Regions from separate parts of the Mus musculus genome. Here regions 2, 3 and 4 are each linked to region 1. The links are chromatin contacts, called in public promoter capture Hi-C maps. All regions are on one chromosome and are shown on one strand. The core of a region is the stretch at or near the end of the contact, and the rest is flanking DNA. Distances in the headings are between cores, read along the strand shown. Region 1 holds the start of Rhobtb1 (Rho-related BTB domain containing 1). Region 2 holds the start of Nrbf2 (nuclear receptor binding factor 2). Region 3 holds the start of Ado (2-aminoethanethiol (cysteamine) dioxygenase). Region 4 holds the start of Zfp365 (zinc finger protein 365).

What was found. Promoter capture Hi-C pulls out the DNA fragments that hold promoters and counts their contacts.
Region 2: a contact with region 1 is called in a promoter capture Hi-C map of pre-B cells, with 8 times the contacts expected there. The contact joins the promoter of Nrbf2 here to the promoter of Rhobtb1 in region 1. A contact is called at or near these places in 2 of 39 promoter capture datasets (liver and pre-B cells).
Region 3: a contact with region 1 is called in a promoter capture Hi-C map of pre-B cells, with 5 times the contacts expected there. The contact joins the promoter of Ado here to the promoter of Rhobtb1 in region 1. A contact is called at or near these places in 2 of 39 promoter capture datasets (hippocampal neurons and pre-B cells), 2 of 115 datasets of contacts at active chromatin or transcription factors (astrocytes and pancreatic cancer cells) and 2 of 9 other capture datasets (adipose tissue and liver).
Region 4: a contact with region 1 is called in a promoter capture Hi-C map of hippocampal neurons, with 5 times the contacts expected there. The contact joins the promoter of Zfp365 here to the promoter of Rhobtb1 in region 1. A contact is called at or near these places in 3 of 39 promoter capture datasets (cranial neural crest, hippocampal neurons and pre-B cells).

What each region holds. Positions count from the first base shown.
Region 1 is chr10:69,211,679-69,214,576 of GRCm38.p6, reverse strand. Rhobtb1 (Rho-related BTB domain containing 1) reads right to left here and starts at 1,383. Exons shown (of 11, transcript NM_001252637.1): 1 at 1,202-1,383. A930033H14Rik (RIKEN cDNA A930033H14 gene) reads left to right here and starts at 1,479. Exons shown (of 2, transcript NM_001331193.1): 1 at 1,479-1,824; 2 at 2,193-2,898. The coding sequence starts at 1,572. The coding sequence ends at 2,251.
Region 2 is chr10:67,283,793-67,286,690 of GRCm38.p6, reverse strand. It overlaps Nrbf2 (nuclear receptor binding factor 2), which reads left to right and starts at 1,410. Exons shown (of 4, transcript NM_001036293.2): 1 at 1,410-1,594. The coding sequence starts at 1,565. Gm46200 (a long non-coding RNA gene) reads right to left here and starts at 1,258. Exons shown (of 3, transcript XR_001779690.1): 1 at 1,171-1,258.
Region 3 is chr10:67,547,429-67,550,326 of GRCm38.p6, reverse strand. It overlaps Ado (2-aminoethanethiol (cysteamine) dioxygenase), which reads left to right and starts at 1,372. Exons shown (of 1, transcript NM_001005419.2): 1 at 1,372-2,898. The coding sequence starts at 1,554. The coding sequence ends at 2,324.
Region 4 is chr10:67,911,288-67,914,185 of GRCm38.p6, reverse strand. It overlaps Zfp365 (zinc finger protein 365), which reads left to right and starts at 1,524. Exons shown (of 5, transcript NM_178679.2): 1 at 1,524-1,815.

The sequences.
Region 1 (2,898 bases), core at 134-2,633:
GTCTAATGGGAACCACTGGTTCTCATAGGCGTCCCAAAGATCACTGAAGATGAAATAATACACTGAGTCTCAAAAGAGTGTTTAAAAGTGAACTTATGAGCCTGTTGGTGGCTTATTATCTGCCCTTGGCCAAGCTGAATGCCTCTGGAAGCATGGCATGGTTTGGAGTCTCTTGTATGTTTTTATGGCAGGTAGCACAACCTACAGAGAACCTCATGCTGAAACCCCAGGCTGAGTATTCAGTAGTTTCCCCAAAAGCACAGACCAGGGAGATTCAGTCAGGATGTCTCCTCTGCTTGCTACTATCTAGCGTTTCCCAGCTTTCTGTAACTTATCAAGCTTAATGCATGCCTCCACCCCCAATGCCCCAGCATATGTGTACAGGCAGTCCCAAAGGCGCAGCTCTTGTGCTGACGTGCAAAGCCAACTCAGAACCCTGTGCTTGGCTCTCCCTCCTAACTTTTCTGGCTTGTCTGAGTCTAAATATTGACTTTGCTCCTCCGTTGAGTAGTTTGATATGGGATGGAAACCCCACGGCCAACAGTGGAATCAAATGTTATATATACATTTTTTACACAGTCTTGCCTTCCTTCCACTTTTTTGGGGGTGGGTGTGAGTGTGGATCTCTTCTGTGTCTCTCCCCCTACCCCCTGGCTGTGAACCTAGCTGAACACTTAAGTTGAGGTGTGTGCAAGCCCCTCACAAGGCAGCGTGTATTGTTGGCACAGCAACTCACAACAGACTCCCTAGACACAGGGCTAGGGGGGAGGGGAGGGAGAGGGGCGTCATCGTGCATCCAAAGACACTGCTTGGGGCAGGGCAAACACCCAAGGGCTCAGAGCACCCTGCTTCTCGCGTCCCAAGTTCCCCACCAGAGTCCTTCGAGGAAAAGGCGCCTTTCCCCGGGGGCGCGGCAGCACCCGGCCCTGGTGCAACCGGACTGCTAAGGTGCCTGTTGTACGTGTTGTCTGCCGCTACAAGTTAGGGGTGCGGCCGGGGCGGGTGCTCTTCCACATCTCTTCAGCTCACTCCTCTGGGAGGGGACTGTCCCCCCGCATCCCTTCAGCTCACTCTCGCAAACGTTGCTGGGGGAGGGTGGGAACATGGGCCGGGGTCCCCACCTGCCACCCGCGAGGCAATCGGGAGCTGGTGAGGGTGCTCCGCTGCTCACTGGGACACTCAGCACGACACAGCCACCTACCCTGCAGCCGAGCGAGACCTGGCTCCCTCCGCCGCTCAGCAGCGGCCCCCGCCGCGCGCGCTCGCGGGGACGCCGGGACCCTGCGCACCGCGCGCCACCCGCCCGGCGTGGCACAAAGGCAGCATGGCCCAGCCGCACCCGGCCGCGTCCGCGTCCCGGCGCAGGCCACGGGACTCGTCCCCAGGTCGCTGTCGCCGCCAGCCCTGCCCTCCTCCCGCCCCCTTTCCTGGCCAGGCGGGGCACCGGGCGGAACCCTGCGCCCGGGCACGGAGCGAGCAAAGCGGTGGCGGCCTCCGATCGCTCTCTCTCTCTCCACCGTGACGTGAGCAGCCTTGGCGGCTATTTATAACCACACGATTGGATTTCATTCATGAAACCAGGGCCTGGTGTGTCTGAGCTGTGGGACGCGAGGTGGCGAAGGTGCTGCGGCTGCACGCACACCGGAGGGGCCTGGGCTCCAGGGCCGGGATCAGCGTGCGTCCCGCTACCCCGGGGACCCGGCCTTAAGCCAAGCGGAGATCAGAGCAGGGCAGGGTGTGTGCGAGCTGTCCCCGCGCCCCCTCCCCGCAGCATCCCACCCACTCCCGAACATCCGCTGGCCCTCAGTCCTGGGCTCAGGAAAAGTAAGTTGGGCCACTAACCGGCTGGGCAGCATAGCTTTCTTCCCCCTAGGAACTGACCGGCCGCGGACTCCGAGGGAGGACATTGGCTTTTGTTTCAAAACCGAGCCCAGCTGCTGACTAAGCGCTGCGCTGGCCCAGCCTCCTCCCCTGGGCGCTGCACGTGCGGGCTGGCTCTCCCCCTCCTGGTCACCTTCCCCTGCACCGGGCTCAAGGGGTCCCGGCAGGGGGCGGGGGGGGGGGACGCCCAGCTTTTCCCCCCACCCGGTCCTCCCCACCCCCACCTCCCACCCCGAAATCAGCTGTTTTAGAGAGGCTGGGGGGCGGGGGGGGGGAGCTGAAACTGATTTCGGCCTCTTCTGGGTCTGCAGGAAATCTTGGAAGGGAAAACCAGTTTCGGGGACACTGTGGACTTTCAAGCCGATTGTGAGTTCTGGGGGCAGAGTTCTGGTTACTTTTCACGGATCCGCAGAAGAACTGCCTAGGTGCCTAGGGGTGTCTGGCATCACGCGATGCTCTAAGGAGGTGACAGGGAACTGCAACTAACTTGGCTCCTGTCCGCAGGGAACTTTCAGTCCGCCTTCTCAACTGCCTGTTAGACTGGGCTGTGTAATCCGCTCACTCTAGTCCTGCAACGAGACGAGACAGCTGGCGGATTAGGATGTGAATGCCTTCAACTAGGGATGTGCTACGTTTATAAAACCCTTCTAAAGGCTGACATGGAGCACACAAAAAATGGCCACGCTACATCCTTGGCCTCCATCAGTTCTTAGCTAAGGCCTTGCCAGCATCTCGAAAGGGTGGGAAAGATAGATAGCCGTATTTTACTGTGAGGACGGTTACTTAGGGCTATCCTTCAACTTCCCTTAAAAAAATGAATAGCAAACAAAACCCTCTCTCACAGTAACGCCTCCGTCCCTCCTTTTCAGGAAACCACATTTGGTTTTCTTAGATGGACTTCTCTTCCTCCCCAGGATCTCTGGTTTCCAGTCTCTTTGGCAATTTCCTGCCCCTCCCTTAGATCCTCCCATAGCTGGTCTCCAACTCTCGCTATGTTGCCAAGGCTGGCCTTGAACT
Region 2 (2,898 bases), core at 161-2,660, 1.9 Mb after region 1:
TATATATTATTCATATTAAGTTATATATGTCATCTCTTCCTCCCCGTTTACAGATGTTGTACATTGCCTCTGCTCTTTCCTCGGCTGGCTTTTTAAGGTTTCATATTAAAAAAAAAAAATCACATCCCAGGGGGCTGGAGAGATGGCTCAGAGGTTAAGAGCACTGACTGCTCTTCCAGAGGTCCTTAGTTCAATTCCCAGCAACCACATGGTGGCTCACAACCATCTCTAATGGGATCTGATGCCCTCTTCTGGTCTGTCTGAAGACAGTGACTGTGTACTAAAATAAATTAAATAAATAAATCTTAAAAAAAAATCACACCCCAGGTGGGTTTCCTTTAACACCCAACCTGCGTCTCCACGTCCTCCAATATTACAAATTCTTAAAGGTACATTCATGTGGTTCTTTGAAGTTTTTTTCATTACAGAATTTGGTACTGTAAAACCTCCAGGTAAGGGGCTGGTGAGATGGCTCAGTGTGTAAGAGCACCCGACTGCTCTTCCAAAGGTCCGAAGTTCAAATCCCAGCAACCACATGGTGGCTCACAACCATCCGTAATGAGATCTGACGCCCTCTTCTGGAGTGTCTAAAGACAGCTACAGTGTACTTATATATAATAAAAATAAATAAATCTTTAAAAAAAAAAAAAAAAAAAAAAAACCTCCAGGTAAGCCCGGTTTCCTTCACACAATATGTTAGTTGTTCTCTCAGCTCCTCTCCATCTCCCTTTCTCCATAAACCATATCTACTTGCCAGTGGGTGCGGAAACAGAAAGACCTTAGCACAGTGATTTAGTACATAGTTGTTGAAGAACGGTTATACTTGGTGGCTTATAATCCTTCTTGCTTTAGAATTAGTTTGTGACCCTGGGGTCACTTATCTCTGTCAAATCCTCTCGGTGGAGTGGAGGTATGGTGGCACCTGCTCATATGCTCGACACAAGACTGCCACATGTACAAGATCTGGGCCACAGACTCTCTGCCAAAAGGCAAAAAATATGGAAACCTCCTGTAAGGCGGATCTAGTGCAGGGTGTTAACTTGGCTCAAATTTGCTTTTTAAAAAAAAGTCAACGGAGATAGAACAGAAACGGAGAAGGAGGGGTGAGGTACAAGGAGAGGACCTGAGAAAGCCTACGGGAAGGAAGAAAGGTCAAGCGTGCAGAGTGACCTTATTAACCAACTAGCCAGACCCGGCTCATCACGTGACAGCCGCCGCCGAAGTCTAGCAGAGCTCCCTCTCGCGAGGAGAGGGGCGGTTTTTGTCACTTAGCTGCTGCCCCGCCCCTAGCCCCGCCCACCCCATGCTCTCACCCCAGCCGCGCCCCCTGCCTCGCGCCGGCGCGTGGCGACGTCACGCCGCCGCGCGCAGCGACGCCGGGACGGCCCCCCGCGACGCGACGTCGGAGGCGGAAGTGGCGCGGCTGTCGCTCTTGGGCTCTCACTGCCGGCTCCGGGTTCTGCGAGGAGCCTCCTGCCAGCCGCCGCGTCTCCCTGCCCTCGCTGCCCCTCCATGTGCCCGGGCGCCGCCGCTCCGCCTCGGGCCGCTGCTCACCCCGGGGTTTATGGAAGTGATGGAAGGACCCCTCAACCTTGTGAGTGGTCGCGGGCTGAGTCGGGGACCGGTAGGCTGCGGGGAAACGCGGGCTGAGGGGGTCAAGCGGCACTGAAGGGGGAGCCGCGAGCTCATGGAGGGGACCCTGATCCCCGGGGCTCAGGCCTCTCCCTCGGGGCCCGTGGCATCTGCCCTGCTGGGACCGCGTCCCAGCGCCACGTAGCCGCCGCCTGCAGGCCGCGGGCAGAGTCGGGGTGTCGGGGCCGCGCCTCGCACACCGCACCCCCTCTTCCCTGCTGCCCTCGCAGCTGGGCTAGCGAAGGCCCCTCTGAAACAGCTGGATCGGAACCCCAGTCCACGCCCCGCAGCCCGGTGCCTTTGCTTTAAGGCTCACGAAAGTACCAGACGTGTTTGCCTTTCTCAGAAACACATACAGAGAGACACACAGGGGGCCGGGTCATTATTGTTTGGGGCAAAAAGGAACACACACACACACACCGCCCCAAACAACCCCACAAAACCCCAAACCTCCCACAGTTCTGTTCTAAGTGTGATCACAGGACATCTTCGGGTTTCCTGGGAAAAGGTTCATGAAATTCAGATGCAGACGTCTGGTTCCTTAGTGTTGCGGAGTAAAACTTTGCAAGTCCCAAGTCTGTAGGTGGTTTGCGATGATGCGGAGGGATTGAGAGCAGGACCGGGAAAGATTGATTGCTTCCTTTGGAACTCTGCCCTCCCTCCCGGCTTGGAAGAGCCTGGTCCGTGCTGTGCAGAGAAGCCAGAGTCTGTGGTTTCAGACTATGGATTTCTGGAGCCAAACTCCTGGATTTGAACTCGGGCTTAGTCACCTAATAGCCTCAAGAGACCTTGAACAAAAATTTTCACTTCATTGTTTTTTTTTGTTTTTGTTTTAACCCTCGTTCGTTGTGAGGATTAAAGGACTGAATAGATAAGAGACACGTAGAACTGTACGTTATGGATGGAACATTGGAAGAGTTAGTTGCTCCAGTGAGACCGTAGCCCCTGTCACTTAATGAGATTTGGGAGTGTTGAGCGTCAACGCTGGAGAGTGAACACCTAAAGCTATGGTTCCATCCCTGGCGCCAGGTTTGCAGCTCCGAGAAATCTACCCAAGAGTTACTAATTTAGACCCTGCGTCCGTTTCTAAGTGGATTACACTTCAGGCTAATGAGGCTACACTGGTGAGTTTTGGGGAGCTAGGGAAATAACCTCGCGCCTCTCTTGTTTGTAAGAGAATTTGTGTGGCCAACTATAGTTTGTAGTGAAGTATGGGTGGCTCACCAGGGAAACTCCACAGGAATATTATTAGTCGTAGCCAGCTGT
Region 3 (2,898 bases), core at 123-2,622, 1.7 Mb after region 1:
TAAGCTGCAGAAGCTACGTCCTTGTGTCCCTTGGTTCCTTTTACACCAATTCAAACTGTGTTTCGTTAAGTTGCACTTACGTCTTTTCCAAATGCGCACCTGCAAATTAATCTCTCGTGTACAGGCGGGGAATAATACAGTCAGTGCCTACGTCTTAAAAGTTTCTGTGAGGGTATTACTAAGATAAAACTCATTATTTAATGTATTTAACAAGGTACCTGGAATACCACACTTACTGGCTAGGATGCAAAACCCACACACACATACACACTAAAAGCCTGCCTTCTTAACTGAAAAGGATTTCCTGGGCCACTGCAGTTATAAACCCATGTTTAATTCTGAAAGTCCAAGAAGACCTTAAATTCAAGGGTAAGATTTAAATTCATAATATCTACTATCTTCCTTTGCCAGCCACCACCTACGTCTGCAAAAAGTCCAGAGAATAATCACTCTGCGGTGACCTAACTTCATAAACCAGCCCGATAGTTGCATTGCTCTAGAGACTCATGACAGCGATAATCTATTCTGACAAAACGCCCCTTGCCCCTCAACTGGTGTTTCTCGGGCGCCCTACGGATGGATAACCACTAGTATACAGAACCCTTGGCTGTAGCAAATGGCCTCTCAAAGCTTCCCGCTATCAGTGAGTCAAGGAGCAGCGTCATCAGGCCCAGAGGCAAACAACAGCTGCGCACAGCTGTGCTGGGTGACCGCTTTGGTTACCCGCCCGACCCCATTCACCTCCTAAGAAACAGAAAAATAGACAAGCGCCATCCACAGATCTCCACGGCGCACACAGTGTGGCCTACGAGCAGCTAAGGTTGACCCCGAAACCTCATTCCTAGGGAGCAAGGGTCAAAGGTGACCCCGAGTGACCCAGCAGGCCCTAGCGGCACAAGAAGGTTAACGACCCTCTTGTGCCGTTTTTTTCCCAGCGGCGAGAAGCCTCCACCAGCTGCCGGAAGTATGTCACCCCGACTGCGGGGATGGCGGGAGTTGTAGTTAACTGGCTATATCTCTTGCAATAATAGTTCAGTTTTATCAAACAAGTAAACACCCTGAGGCTCTGCAAAACGAACGCGCTGCTCGCTTTCTGCCAAGTTCTTAAAAAAATCCTGGTTTCCCCTGCTCCGCAGGACGCGTTCGTGCCCCGCGCAAGCGCAGGCTCGGACTACACATCCCAGCGTGCCTTGCGGCGCTCCCGCCGCGCCCGGCTGTAGTCGTTGGTGTGGGCCGCGTGAATGGAGCTCCGCGCGTGAGGCAGCGCCTGGCACGGCCCGCGCCAGCGCCTGTCTGGGCCCCGGAGCGTGAGTGCGGGTAGCGGCCGTGCGCGTGCGCACTCGCCTTCGCGCGCGGGCAAGCGCCCGACCATTGGCGCGCTAAGCGGGCGACCGTGCAAGGCGGCCCCGCGCGCCCCGCTGGCCGGTTGTTGCGGGGAGGTCTCCCGCCTGGCGCGGGGGTCCGCGCGGGTAGCCGTGGCGGCCGCCGGAGACCGCAAGGGGCGGCGCAGAGGCGGAACGGGCCGGCCGCGAGCCGCGCAGGAAGCGCCAAGCATGCCCCGCGACAACATGGCCTCCCTGATCCAGCGCATCGCTCGCCAGGCGTGTCTCACCTTCCGCGGCAGCTCGACGGGCTCCGAAGGGCCGGCGCCGGGCTTCCCGGAGAACCTGAGCCTGCTCAAGAGCCTGCTGACCCAGGTGCGCGCCGAGGACCTCAACATCGCGCCGCGCAAGGCGCTGCCGCAGCCGCTGCCCCGCAACCTCCCGCCGGTCACCTACATGCACATCTACGAGACGGAGGGCTTCAGCCTGGGCGTGTTCCTGCTCAAGAGCGGCACGTGCATCCCGCTGCACGACCACCCGGGCATGCACGGTATGCTCAAGGTGCTGTACGGCACGGTCCGCATCAGCTGCATGGACAAGCTGGACACGGGGGCCGGGCATCGGCGGCCGCCGCCAGAGCAGCAGTTCGAGCCCCCGCTGCAGCCCTTGGAGCGGGAGGCCGTGCGACCGGGCGTGCTGCGTTCCCGGGCCGAGTACACCGAGGCCAGTGGGCCCTGCGTGCTCACTCCACACCGGGACAACCTGCACCAGATTGATGCCGTGGACGGGCCAGCTGCCTTCCTGGACATCCTGGCCCCACCCTACGACCCGGAGGACGGCCGGGACTGCCACTATTACCGTGTAGTGGAGCCCATCAGACCCAAGGAGGCTTCCGGCTCTGCCTGCGACCTTCCCCGAGAAGTGTGGCTCCTGGAGACACCACAGGCCGACGACTTCTGGTGCGAGGGAGAGCCCTATCCAGGCCCCAAGGTCCTACCTTGAAGCTCCTGCCGCCCGGGGAACTGTGGGCCAAAGATGTACCCTGCCCTGCTCAAGAAAGGCCTGGCTGCCCTCTATCTTCCATAAGGGCTCTTCTCTCCGCCCCCTCGCCTGGACGATGGATTTACTGGAGTGACCAGCGCCACATCTTGAGGAACCTTGGGGAACACGGCCCACTGGAGTACAGCCACCACCGGGCACGGTTATGGGGGCGGGTGGGCGGAAGGCTAGGTTGATTCCTGGTATCCTCAGTGCCACCAAGGCTTTGATTTAAGGGAACCGGGCAGGGACCCTAAAGCGCTTCCATCCTAAAGCCATAATGAAACCATTTTTGTTTCTCATTCTCTACAAAATACACTAAGTAGTTTTGAATCCCTCTTCCCTTCGGTGACTCAGATTTGTTTTCTCTCCTGCCCACGATTGCTCCTTAATAGTTTAATTTATTACTGATTGTGCATGACCTTGAATTGTTCTTGTTTTCTTTTTTTTTTTTTTTTTTTTTTTTTTAGTTATTCGTTTGGTTAAAACACACACACAAACTACTCAGCATCTAAAGTGAGGAGTTCTGAAAAGACAT
Region 4 (2,898 bases), core at 275-2,774, 1.3 Mb after region 1:
TTTGTTGTTGTTTTGTTTGTTTCAACTCTGTCATTGTTTTTTCTTTGATTGTGGATATGTTAATACAACATTTTGTGTATTGAAGTAGCCAGAACTACATATGCATCCAGGAAAACCCAACATGCCTTACTCCCTTGTGGCTCTGGTTGTAGGTGTTGGCTTTGTTTTAAAGTCACCGACCCTCAGCTCATTGTGAAGTAGCCATGGCTTTTCACTGACATCTGTCACACTGGCCTACTTAGAGGTGAGCTTTAAAAAGGTATTCTTAAGGAAGAGTTATTCTTTTTCTTTTGCACCTGAAAAGATTTCCCTCCTTTACTTTCATCTAAAATCATTCTTTATCGAATCATTCTGTCACGATGCAATTTAATATGGAAATTGTATTGATAAATGTAAAATATGGTTTAATGAAGAATGTGATAATATTTATGCCATTGTTAGAAAAAAATGGCCCTAGGAAGTCTTCGCGCTTCACCTGAAGTGGAGACATTTCGGGACCAAGCAAGGCAAACAAGTTGCCTCAGTGTTGGGAGAGGGCTGAGTTCTAGACGTTGGGTCCCTTGACTCTCCCAGGTCATACTTAGCATCCTGCCCCAAAGGTAGTCAGAATTAGCTTCCTGCTGTTCAAGATGATGGGTGCACCCTGACTCTTGGTTGTGTGCAATGCACACTCAGACCAAACTTTTTTTTTCAGCTTAATAAACAGTTGGAATAAACGTGCTCAATTTAGAGAGTGACCTAAGATAGTGACCGCAAGAAGCATAACATTTTCTGAGAGAGCAAGCCTCTGCGCAGCTGCCAACCCCCGTTTTGTAGGAGTCACTCTCTGGTACTGCTTTCCTGAATTTTACAGGCGTGCACCTGTCATCAAAGTCTTAGTATGAATATCAGTGAAAGAACGTTGACGACAGCCCAGCAGCTGATTCGAGCAGTGTAGGTCCTTTGCAAGAGCAGTATGTGCTCTGAACTGCTAAGCCATCTCTCCAGCCCCTTAAAAGCAGGTTTAACAAAATAACACACACACACACACACACACACACACACACACACACACACACACACACACACACACACACACACACACACATCCCGAAATTTCAATTAGGAAATGAGATTTCTCAGAAGCTAAATCTTTCCTCCACTGAGAGACTAGTGTTGGGGGCATCCTCTCAGTGAGGAGGCCTCAGGGTTTGGCATTTATGTTTCTTAACTTCTACACTTTTATTATCTTTAGTTTTGTTTAACTTAGTCCCAGGACACTACTACCTTCCACGGCTGGAGTAAGCTGGTCCTGTGCCCCCCCCCCCCCCCCGCCAGGTTGCCTGGATGAAGTTCTAATATAAATAAATATCAGAGCCTTCCTGCTGGCAGCTCTTTCCAGGGGCTAGCCAGCTAGGCTCCATCTTCACGCCCACTTTCGCCGCCCCTGCAACTGGGAGCACTTGCCTGGGCCTGTAGCAAGACTAGGCTGGGCAAGACTGGCACGTGTCCCCGCCTCCCTCCCCAGGGACCATCCTGCATCCCTCCCCGTGATGTCAGCGGAATCCTGAGCTGGAGTGAAGGGAAAGGCCCAGGATCTCCCGCTAGAGGGGCCCCGATGGGGTGGACCCAGGGGTGGCTGCCCGGGGCCGGAGCACCAGCCTCGCGTCCCCGGGCGCCGCCCCCGTGTCCCGCCCGCGCCACGCTCCGCCCCGGTCGCCGCTCGTCCCGCGTGGGAGCCGACCCGGCTCAGCCTGATTTACGGCTCTGCTGAAAACCGCTCGCACGGCTCCCGCAGCATCAGCACCGGCGGCTGCAGCGGCAGCAACAAGTCCGGTAAGTGGGCTCGGCTGGAGCCGTGCGCCCGCGCCCCCTGCTCCGCCGACACGCGGGGAGGTGGTCCCGGATGCGCAGCATCCTGGGGAGTCGGGACCGTTGGCTTCCCCACAGCCACTTGCACGAACTCGCGTGAGCACGAATCCACGCAGTCACCAGCGGGAGCGGGGGCTAGGAAAGCCGGGACCCCCACGCAGGTGCTGCCCAGCCTGCCCAGCTCTGCACAGGAAATCGAAACCCTTTTTGCTAACCTGTGCCCTAGGTTTCCGCTGGGCGGATGAAAGCCTTTTGCTGGGGGTGGGTGGTATATCTCGTCTCCCCCATCCAAACATCCCCCCCCCCACTGCTGCTATAGAATCCTCTCTTCTTATCCCTGCACTCCATTGCAAGCATCTTCAGCCCTAGGCTGGGCCAGGGTTTGCATCCTATTGACCAACCCAGCGCAGCACAGGAAGGTTCTCCTTTGCTGGGGTCCAGAGACTTTAGTAACCTGGAAAATGTGCCTGCCTGGCGGATCAGGCACCATTTCTATCTCAGCATCTGGAGGCAGATAAGGGTGTAACACAGACACTTCACTCTAAGATGCACCCTAAGATCCGGGCTCCTTCCCTGTGGGACCCAGTGCTCCTTGTTGCCATTCTTGGAGGAAATAAGTACCACGACCCTTGCAAAATTGGGTTGTAAGAGTCATCTGTTGCTAGGGCAAAGGGGATAAAGATGCAGAGGCAACAAGAACTTCCTGTTTATGGAGGAGTTATGCTGACGCCCACCTGGTTCCAACACTCTAGAAGTTGTCGCGCTAAAAACAGCATCAGAGGCAAGGCGCATCCACCCAGAACATTCTATTAGCTTAGGATCTTGGCCACGGCCCTGTTTATATCAAATAATACCGGACACTTCGGGTTTCCAAATTTCAAAAGATCGTTATTGTTATGTTAACGCTTTGATGTATGTCATCATACCAGTAACTAAAAATATTAACGGCATGAACAAACCAAGATGACAAGCAGACGCGTGTCACTAAACCTGATGAATCAAGTTCAATCCCCAGGACACACATGATGGAAGGAGAGAACCCATTCA